2 separate regions of the Arachis hypogaea genome follow, and region 1 is linked to region 2. The links are chromatin contacts, called in public Hi-C maps. All regions are on one chromosome and are shown on one strand. Each heading gives the region's core, a stretch centred on a gene start, on an enhancer-like site or on the middle of the called end of the contact. The rest is flanking DNA. Distances are from core to core; before and after follow the strand shown.

The links. Hi-C and Micro-C count contacts between places; a contact is called where the count stands out from the background.
Region 1: a contact with region 2 is called in a Hi-C map of an unstated tissue, with 1.5 times the contacts expected there. The contact joins the promoter of LOC112771036 here to the enhancer-like site in region 2. A contact is called at or near these places in 2 of 8 Hi-C or Micro-C datasets (leaf and an unstated tissue).

Annotation. Positions count from the first base shown.
Region 1 is chr18:1,632,384-1,637,910 of arahy.Tifrunner.gnm2.J5K5, reverse strand. It overlaps LOC112771036 (putative leucine-rich repeat receptor-like protein kinase At2g19210), which reads right to left and starts at 3,956. Exons shown (of 12, transcript XM_072223956.1): 1 at 2,813-3,956; 2 at 2,138-2,711; 3 at 1,527-2,008; 4 at 944-1,094; 5 at 768-839; 6 at 375-446. The coding sequence starts at 2,891.
Region 2 is chr18:1,585,667-1,591,603 of arahy.Tifrunner.gnm2.J5K5, reverse strand. No RefSeq gene overlaps it. Among protein-coding and RNA genes, the nearest start is that of LOC112771832, 9.2 kb to the right of the region's middle. Within about 2 kb of position 4,318, at least 3 of the 3 cell types and tissues checked have open chromatin away from gene starts, as enhancers often do.

The DNA.
Region 1 (5,527 bases), core at 2,707-5,206, 47 kb before region 2:
AGATGAGCTCGAGTAATAAAACAACAGAAAAATTTAATAACAAACAAAAATATAATCATAATTTACTATTTATAATTTAATATTTATTAATTATTGTAATTTAATAAAGACTAAATAAAATGAATTTGAAAAAGTATAAGATATCAACATACTATCTGCCAACTTATTATCAACAATAATTAATATTAAAGATATTTTTATTAGAAGATACATGTATTAGAATAAAAAAGATATTTCTATTAGACACATTTATAAAGACATTTCTATTAAATATAGACATAAGAATTGACAGAAGTTGGTAAAATTCTTGTTGGCTAAGTGGCGGGATTATTTTTTTTTTTTTTTCTTTCTAGCATTATCATAAAACAACTTACAAGATCTTTAAGTTTTGTAATTGAGAGAGAAACTCCGGAACTTGGCCATTCAAGTGGTTGTTTGACAAATCCCTGGAAAAACAACAAATAACTTGACAACACAGAATATTTAAAATGGTGGATACTATTATGAAGATTTTATAATTGTTTTCATATGAAAATATTTTTTTTATAACGCTTATTAGATGATAGATTGTATGGTTAGATTTTGATATGTTCTAAAAATATTTTTATTTAAAGTGTAACTAAATAAATAAGTCACATTTTTTAACAAAGCATCTTCATAAAAAGATGTTTTTTCCATCTTCATTTGAGTAGTTGCCTATCTAAAAATGAATTAAATGGAAGCAAATTTTGTATTTTTTTTTTATTTAGATTATGAGATGAACTCACAACTTTTCCAACATAGTGAGGTGTGAAAAGGAAGGATCTATAGCTCCCGTCAATCCACTAGAAGATAAATTTCTGCATGAATAAAAGACGAAGACTCAGGTAAAGACATTTAAAATGTTAGATGATTTAATATGCTTAACGTAAGCGTTGTTAATTATCTATAGGAAGTGACTTACAAGGCAGTAATCCTAGGGGATTCATTTAGATGACGAGTACAATTGAGACCGTCCCACTCCCACATGTAGCCTGCGGGGCCGCATGGATCCCCTTGCCACTCTTCTCTTATTGCCAAACCATAGACGGACTGGATCCTTGTGATGGCATCAACTAGTAGTAGCATTTATTATTTATTATTATTGTTTTATTTTAAAATAAAAATAATGAAAAATATCTTTTAAAAAAATTGCCATTCTCATCTTTTCTAAAAAGAAAAAGTATAGATAGACAAAAAAAATACTAAACAATGTAAATAATTGATATATCATATGTTCATTTCACTAGTGTGGGGATAATTATTCTAATATTATGATTTAGGTGGGTAATTTGAAGGTGTAGTGTGTTTTTATTTGATTGGTAGTTGTTCATATTATTCAAAAAAATTATTAATTACTTAACATTACTTTTCTAAAAAAAATCTTTAATTTTTTTAATATAATAAACAAAAAAATAACTAATAAATTAACATATAAAAAAGTTTGAGATATCCAAACATGAAGCCCAATACTGTATTGAATAAAGTAGGATATAAATACAACATACCATCTGCTTGGAATGTATCCAATTGGTGGAATTGAATTAATTCGTAAACTTCAATGGCGTTGATGATGGGAGGCAGGGTTGAAAGCGGCGTTTTTTCGAGTGAAATATCAACCGAGTTCGGGACTACGACTCTGATTGTTTTTGTAGAGAGGTAGGGCGGCTGCACGGGTTTTTCAGAGAATAGCTTACCGTCCACAAAGATGTTAAATTCCCTTATTTCGTTGTTGTTCGACTCAGCCTCAACCTCCATAAAATGCATGTATATATAGTATACATCACTTATTGGAATTTCTGGCCTCCAGTTTATCACTAATGGATCACTTGCATTTGCCGGTGTGATCGCGGTATTCATGACACCTGCTGGCAACTGGTAATCATTCTTGCTAAAGGCATCAGCAGTTGTAATACTTGAATCAGACAATTTTACCCAATCAGGTTGCATGAAGATTCTCCATTGACGATCAAAGGGATCATCCACGTACCTGACAATTTAGTCAAATATATCAAATTATTTAACTATTTTTAATTATGAATTTCATATTAAAACAACTACTATACCTGACTCTTCACTTTAATTTAATTAACCAGATGGAAGATGCTTGATAATTCACCTGATATAGTCGTCATCGTCGTCGTCGCTGGATGAATAACCGAAATCGTCACGGTAGTAGTTAACCAGTGATCCAAAAGCAGATGGAGAAGTGATGGAATAGGTATCATTTTTCAAAGGCCTCAAATCTATGGTTGATATAAATGGTGTGCCATGGCCTGTATTCACCAAACAGATATTTATGTATTCCTGTGAAGCTATATGTATAATCTCTTCGGTCTCGTACCCGTAGGGATTAAGCGTGGCGTTTCCAAAGCTTACTGTATCCCACTTGTTAACTCCAAGATACACATCAAACTTTGGAAAAGTTTTACTCCCGTCGTAGTTTCCGTACGCAAACTCAAGGCGGATCAGATATTTGGAGCCTATTGTGATGTTGTTTATCTTGTAGCAGTTTCTTCTTCCTTCCGGGAAGCTTCTCAGAGTCCACAGTTGATTATGTTTGAAGTAACTTATGGAGTCAGAACTCACTGATTTAGCTACACCACTGCTAATGATACCGACATCTGAAATATATTGTATGTCTTTCCAATCAGTAGAGTTGGGCAAGGCTCCGCAATCTATGCTGATGAACCCTAAAACACACACAACATATTACGTAATATACAATTATTGATATATATTGAATTGAAAATATATATGTATGTAGATTTTGATGTCAATTATATTATTAAACCTGATTGATCCAGAGCTTGAAGCACAACTGCATGAACTAGAAAAGCTAGCAAAGCAACGTTCAAAATAGTCCTCCACATGTTAGTTTTTACTTTCTAATCACTACCTTCTTCTGGCTTTGTATGTGTCTAGTTATCTACAGTACACATGAACGAACCTATTTTTCTAATATATAGACATCTGTATTTAGAGATGTCAAAATCATATTATCTATCAAAATCATATCATTCCCAACATACACGCTAAACCCTAAAGAAGCGTTTATGGTCAACTTGTATACAAGCTAAGTCTCTGCATAGGACATGGGAGTATACTAAGTCTATATTGCAACCTTTTTGTTTGTTTTTTTTTTTTTTAAATCTTTTCTTTGTTTTATCTTTCCGTGTGTTTAGGGGTGCATATGGACAGGGTGAAGCCGGGTTTGATGTGACCTAGACTCGACCCAAAATATACATTGAGTCTATTTATTAGACCCGAATTCGTCCATAGACCCGATGAAACCAATACACTTTCGGGCCACAATTATACCGGGTGAAAACCGGGCCGTTAACATTACAGTACGTTGATACCTTCTTGTAAGCTAGCATGTAAAAATATCCAAATTTTCAAGACTCCAACCATTATTTAACATGGTAAAATTTACTTAGAAAAATATAGCAAGAACCAACCCTTCTTCAAAATTAAAGCATAACCACAATCAATACTAAAGCATAACCACAATCAATATTAATATTGTCTAATAATACCAAATATTTAAATCAATACAAATAACACAATATTATGCATTAGTCTAAAGTCTTATGCATTCTAAACATGAAACATTAACTTATAGTCTTATAATTACTAATAACACAAAATATTAAGGTTTACAATACTTAAATTCCACATAAGAATAGTCATGATCCATCACTAATAACACAAAATATTAATTATGTATGATGGCCGGACCACCAGACCGATTTCGGGTGACCCGAGCTATGACCCGGACCCGACCCGAAATAATGACCGGATTTATTTTTGAGACCTTTATCCGACCCTAAACCCGATAAAATTATACCAAATTAACCCCTAAAGTATTCGAGACCGAACCGAACTTTCGGACCGGACCGGATCATGTGCACCCCTAAATGTGTTAATACTTATACATTTGTGATTTGCTTCAATAAAAAAATATTAAATAAGTTTCTAATTTTCTAAAACCGTAGTCAACACGCTTTAGAAGTCATCCCTGTCTCTACATCAAAGTACCTATAACTGCCATTTCTTTTCCCTTTCTTTCTTCTCTTTCTTATTATATTAATTAATAATTTTAATTTGTTTAAATTAAAAACAAAACAATAACTTACTATGGTTACATTAATCAATTAATTGAAGGCTAATATTATATACACATATGTACCGAATAAAAATTGGTTAAATATTTATCTTAAATAAATTTATGTAGATCAAATTAGCTAAATTAAATTATAAATTGAATCCATCTAATTTGACTTATATATAAATGTTCAGACTCAAATAAATTAAACTAATATTATTCAATTTACTAACAAAAAGAGATAATTTAAAAAAAGTAAATTAAACTAACATAATTCAATCTACTAACAAAGAGAGAAAAAGTAATTTGCATTAACATTTATGGGCTTTTACATTAACATTTAATTTATAGGCTTCTTTATAGATGATATTCTACTGAACTTGAATTTGACTAAAAACTAGTGGTGAAATATTTTTTTTCATTTTAACTAATGATGGATTAGTGCATGTTCTTCATTATTACTATTAAAGAAATTAATTTACTCTTAATTTTTTATATAATTAAAAATAATTTGTTCTTTAAAAAAAATATTGAATTTACTGTAAAAACCGATTTTGTTGCTCGTAATTAAAATAACTTATTTTATTATTTGTTTGAGTAATAATCTTTTTAAAAACGTTAAACATTCGAATCAAAATTTGACGTGACCTAGTATTTTAGATAGTAAAAATATTTTTTAAAATTATTAGATAATTTAATTATTCAATTTAAGATTGAACAGCAAGAAGGATATTACATCAAGAAGTTAAAGATTAACGAAAATAATAATCACTTCACTAAAACATCATTTCGTCTCTAAAATAATATATATTAGGTAGAAACTCAGATGCAGTTGACCCCTTAAATGATTTGACTGATTTAATTAAATTTTCATCTAACGACTCTCATTTATCAACTTCACATAAAGTCGACTGCACCTGAGTTTTCACCATCCCACCATCCCATTAACTTAAGCTTTCTCTCGTATATATTTGTTGTGATGTATATGTTCACTAAATGTGGTGTATAACCACAATTTCTAGCCAGCTATGCCAATGAATATGAACAACCACAAGATAATATATGAAAACAAGATTATCTCCGCGTTCTTTGTCTCATTCTATATATGAAAACAAGATTATATCCTGTGGTTGTGGAAAATCACAAGTTATAAATTAGTCCTACCTGGTCTTCCACGACTTGTTATCGTGATAAATCTGTGGCCTCTATGCAGGCATGGATGGACTTCTTCACAGCGTAAACATCACTAGAATAGAACAACATGGATTTATTTCTGGTTATGAAGTTTATTTAAAGCCATGCATGGCTCAAAATCATTTTCCCATATCCTGGCTCTCTAAGACGTGTGATTTGGTATATATATAGAAGTAGCAGAACCACTTGTTATATATTTTACGTTTC
Region 2 (5,937 bases), core at 3,069-5,568:
GTCTCAAACTTCATTTTAATATAAACAAGATACTGATCTTATTGAACCAATGACATGTGGCCAGTATAATAAACCCCAACCCAGGATAGCAACAAAAAATTTCCCTGTTCAACAAAAAAGCACAAACCCAAATAATTAATCAACATTAGCTGCCGATTACGCTGAAGTAATTACGCCCTCCCAGAACAATACCTTCCTGCCAACACTGTAGTGCCTCAGGTTGTGTCTGTGCGTCCTACTCCCTTTTATGCGAAGTCACTTTTTTTTTCTTTGGTTTAGGCGGAGTCACTTTAAATACGTTCACGGTACCATCCGCCAAAGCCCAGAAGATAGAGCGGTAACAGGAATCCCAACTCTTTCCACAGTGGTAACAGAACGAATATCCACACTTGCAACGGATTTTACCGCACGTGAAATGTTTTTTCTCAACAAAGAACCTGCAGTTTGGGCACCTCTTCCACCGGTTCCTGGCCGCTACCTCCATCACCACTCTATCTTCATTCTCTGTCCTCCCAAATTCCTCGCACATCATCCCATGATGCCAAACTGCCTCACACGTGACGCAGATCTGCCTATTACAGCTAGGGCATTTTGATTCCGTCAGTGAATCATCATCCACGATCATAAGGGCAGAGCAGTCCTTGAAGGGGCAATACATGAATCTCTCGCTCTCGTTCTCAACAACAGCAGCTTCACATAATGACTTCTCCCACCGATCCAAAACCATCCTTGGCAGAACCTCGCGGCAACCCTCGGGTTCCAAGAAACCACCACACCAGGGCACCGGACACCGGATATTAATCACGTTGTCGTCAAGTCTAGAACCAACGTACTTCACCACGTAATCCATACAATATGAGTGGCTGCAACCGGTTATAGAGAAATTTTCCGCTTCGGTTTTAATGTCAATGCAGATTTCGCACACGAACGAGAAAATCGAGGATGACTCGCCTCTCCCCTCCTCTTCGTTGATCTTCCTTCGTTTTGTGGCAACGTCGCTGTTTCCGTGATTCTTTACGGCGTTAGAATTCATCATTTGGCTCTGCCTCCTCTTGCTTGATCCCGAATTGAATACTAAGTAGTTGAGATCCATGTGTGACGGTGGTGATAGTGATGGTGACAACCAAAGAGAATAGTAGTGCCTCAAGAAAAACTCTTTGATCGTCTTCATGTTTTCCAGAAATTTTTAGAATTTGAAGACGAGGGAGGAGAGCTAGTGGTTGTTGGTCTTGTGGGATATTTATTTAGGATAAATTAAAAATTAAAAATTAAAAATTAAATATAACCAACCCTTAATTTAATACTTGATCAACAAATAAGTAACTAATGAATTTAAATTTTAGAGCAATGCTAGGGGCCAGCAACTTTTGTGATTGGTAGCCATCAAATAGCCATCAATAATGATCTAATGGTGTGTGATTGATGTGAGATTTCATCCAATGACTCACATTTCTCTGCTGGTTACATGCTGGCCAAAATTCAACAAAACTGCTGGCCCCCTAGACTTTTTCTAAATTTTAAAATACGATTTTTTTTAATTTAATTTATATTTTAAAAATATCGTCAGATATTTGTTTTAGGGGTGAGCACGGGTCGGTTTGGTTCGGATTTATGGTAAAATTAGAACCGAACCGATCAAAATATAATTGGTTCAGTTTGGTTTGGATTTGTATTTTTTTTTTATATGTACCCGAACCAAACCAAACCGATTAAGAACGGATTGGTTCGGTTCGGGTAATTGGGTACCCGATGACTTTAAAATTCATAAAAAAAAAACCAAATTTTTATCTTAAAAATTCAACAAGTACAATAAACATGTAACATCAATAGAAATAATCCAAACATGTTAAACACCAAATACATTAAAAACTAAATTCATTAAAATCCAAACATATTAATAATGAATAATCATTGTCTAATGGAAAAGCCATATATATTTTTTTATTTTTTTATTTAATTAACATATGATCGGATTCGCGGGTTGGTTTGGGTTCCGCACCCCAAAACCGATATCCGAACCAATCACTAACAAAAGCCATAGATTTGGTTCGGGTTGGACCCGATTACCCGTTGGTTTCAGAACCAATTTAATTGATTTGGTTTGTGTTCGGATGGGTAATTGGGTACCCGCTATCCATGCTCACCCCTAATTTGTTTGTTATGGCATTTCTTTTTCTAAAAAAGTATGTCCCACAAAATTAGGAAGTAACTGATTTTATGAATCTTTTCTATTTCAACTTACTCTTATGGTTTAAAAATTTAATTACATTTATTTTTTTTAGGGGTGGCAAAACGGGTCGAGCCCGTCGGGCCGATCCGCTAAACCCGCTAAAATCCGCACCGCCAAAATTAAAAAAACCCGCCAAATCCGCACCGCCAAATTGGTGGGTTTTGGCGGGGCGGGGCGGGGCGGTCCGCCGGGCCGAAGATTTTTATTTTTTATTTTTTTATATTAAATAAAAGAGTGATTACTATTATAAAATTAATAATTATAAAATTTTTAAACACTTTTTTTTCATTTTTTGTTTTTATTCTTCTTTTAGTTATTAACTTTATTTATTTTATTTTACAATTTCATATATATGCTCAAATTATGTGACTTATTTTATAAAATAAAGATGATTCTATTGACAAATATTATTTTGAACAATTTTATTGAAGTTAAAAATTAAAAAAAAAAGTATAGTAAAAAAATTATATTATAATTTGACTATTTTTTATTTGTATTTGATTTTTTAATTATTATTTTTTGATTAATTTTAATGAATTTTATTTTTCAAAAAAAAAAAAAAAAAGAGTCAAGCGGGCTAGCCCGCCAACCCGCCAATCCGCCATAAAGCGGGGCGGGCTAGCATTTTGAACCCACTTTAGTTGGCGGGGCGGGCCTAGGCGGAGCGGGGCGGGTTGGAGCGGGCCGGCCCACTTTGCCACCCCTAATTTTCTTAGTTACCTTTTTCATTTTCCTTTTAACTCCGTTTAGTCTTTTTTTTTTTTTTGTTCTCTATTTTTTATTATTATCTTTTTTCTTTTCTCATTCCAACTTTTCATAGAATTTGGATCCTCTAAATTTTAAATTTGTACTTTAGAGGGTAAAGTGTGATTTTCTACCTTTGAATGGTTTCTCTCTCATATTTATTCTTGGTCCCACCTATAAAATAAATGGTGAAAGATCACACTTTACTCTCTAAAGTGAAATTCAAACTTTAGAGAATCCAAATCCCTTTTCATATGCTGTCCCTTTTTTCTTTCTATCGCTTTGTTTTGCATTCACCATTTCTCGAAATAATTTCGCACACATTTTTTATGGAATTTTTTATTTTTATAAATTAAGTAAATATAATAATTACTGAAATAAATAATTTAAAAAATATTTATCGAAATAAATACTCCTCTCTTATCTTATTTACATTGTAAATTATGATCCAATTGAATTAATTTAAATTTAAAAAGTAAAAATAATCGTTTGTCAATTGTTAGGAGAAATTGGTGGAAAGAGATAAAAAAACGGTTATCTCTCGTGTTATCTTTCATTATCCACGTGGGAGATAACCGTTTTAATTATTTTTCCACTATTCTTATTAACCTCTCCTAACATAACGGTTATTTTTATTTTTCAAATTTAAATTAATCCAATTAGATCATAATTTAATCTAAAAATTTTTATGTATTATTTTTTAGTACTAATTAATCAAATATATCCATTTTAATCTTTTCTACTAACTTTTTATGTACTATTTGCATACTAATAGTTTGGATTATTAATTTTTTATTATTTAATTTTTTTTTTAAAAAATACATGTATCTCGTTTACAGTGTAAATAAAATAAAAGAAAAGTATTTATTTTGATAAATATTTTTTAAAATATTTATTTTTATAATTATTATAATTAATTTATTTATTAAAATAAAAAACCCATTTTTTATGCGTATATTTTTTCCTTTTTTAAATCTTTCACCAAGCTTACTTTTTTAACATTGCTTTGCTTTGTATTCTTGTTTGTTTGTTTCAAACTTAATCTCATCAGTTAGAAGATTTTAGGGAGGATATAAAATATTTATATATTCGAGTATGATGTTTGTGGATAAAAGAAATTCAAGTGGATTAATGGACTCTTATACACACATCCATGGGATCAAATGCGTCTAAAGCAAAAAAGTTGGAGAATTAATTTATCTAAGAACTAAGAACAGTCATCCTCAAATCTCAATAATTTTTAAAAAGAATAAATTCTTTTTTGGGTCAGCATACTGGGCCAACAACCTTGTCCAGGCCCTAATACCGAAGTTCCATATCCAACCCGTCCCGGTTTCAAATAAAAAATCATTTGGAAACCAACGTATAATATACGTCGTTTTTGGTATAAAATGTATACTCTAGTAATATAGAAGACCTAAAAAAAGAGTAATATGATAAAAAAACATCTATCTTATGTATTGCTAAAAGAAACCCTCCGAAGCCCAGAAACTTAAGCCCAGCAACCTAGTCCATTAATTACATCATCTTATAGTTAAAAACCCATCCAATATTCCAGAATCAAAGTTTTGCACCTGTGTGTACAATATCCTCTGAAGTCTGACCCAAAAGGAAAAAAAAGTGTAAAGAGAGTGAGATACCTCTAATCTTACCAAATTCCCATGGGGAGAAAATTATCATATCATAATAATCATTTTAAACTCTAGAATTTGTGTGAATTTGTACCCTTTTTTTTTGTATAGAGTAGTTATGTACTAATTCCCATGATCAAATTCTGTGGATAGAAGTTCATAATCAAAGTCGAAGCCTGCAAAGCCAAAAATAATGGAGTTAGTAGCCCTAACCATTTATTCTACATAAATCTTTGACCAATGGAGTTAGAACTAGTAATACCTACTAATCAAGTTAAAACATATATTTTGTGAATTAAAATAAAATAAAATAAAAAATTAATCATTATTAAATTTATAATTTTTAGTATATTAGTGTATGTAATAGAGCAATTGTTACTATAAAAAATTTACAAAATTTAATTGTTATATTTGTAATTACTATCAATCAAGTAGATTAACAGAAAAGAGTAATGTTTACCGTGTCTATCATCTTTATAAATTTTTCGGTTAGTATACCTACATTTTATATCCCAAATCACAATTTTTTGTTGAGTATATCTTTATTTTTTTTTTTCTAGTGAATTAACTTATTTATCTTCAACTCCTTGATCATTTTGCACTATATTTAAATACCGCTTCAGTGGCTTTAACTTTATTCATTTGACATTTTATTTGACCCATACAACATATTATTTCCGGACAACAATCTAATTTTAGTGCAATAACATTAATGTATTTGGTCACCTAATATAACTCTCCTCTTTTAAATTAACTAATATCAAATTAAGTTATTATATTACATTGTTTAGACATAGATTTTCTGCTATATTTGTATTAAGGCAAAATGCTTGTAGAATATATTTTCTGCCATTTTCAAACTACATGGTTAATTAAGCAAAGAAATTGATTGCATTCAAAGATTCGTTAAAAGAAAGAGAAAGAAAACGAAAAGCAGGGGTTGCATCACTTGCCTATGTGACTTAGATTTTTGTCACCAAATGACACGTATTCTTTGCCGTGGAAGGCATGGAGAAATGACTTCCGCTGCTTCATCAATCATGGAGGCAAACATGTGGATTTAGGCCATTGCATGCAATATTTAAGTTTTTACTGTAATCTGGCGTGTTATTATTAAGATGTCCATATCTAGATCAATAACCTATTAGACTAGCAAAAATCAGCTATATAATAAATGATTTAATAATAAAACATTTAATAATACAATAAGGAAGACGAAGTAAACAAGCCGTTTCAACCAAATTCTTATTAATTAGGTGACTTAAAAAATAAAATTAAAAAAAAAAAAGATTTTGCATTTGTGCTACTTTTACTTTTTGCTTCTTCCTCTCA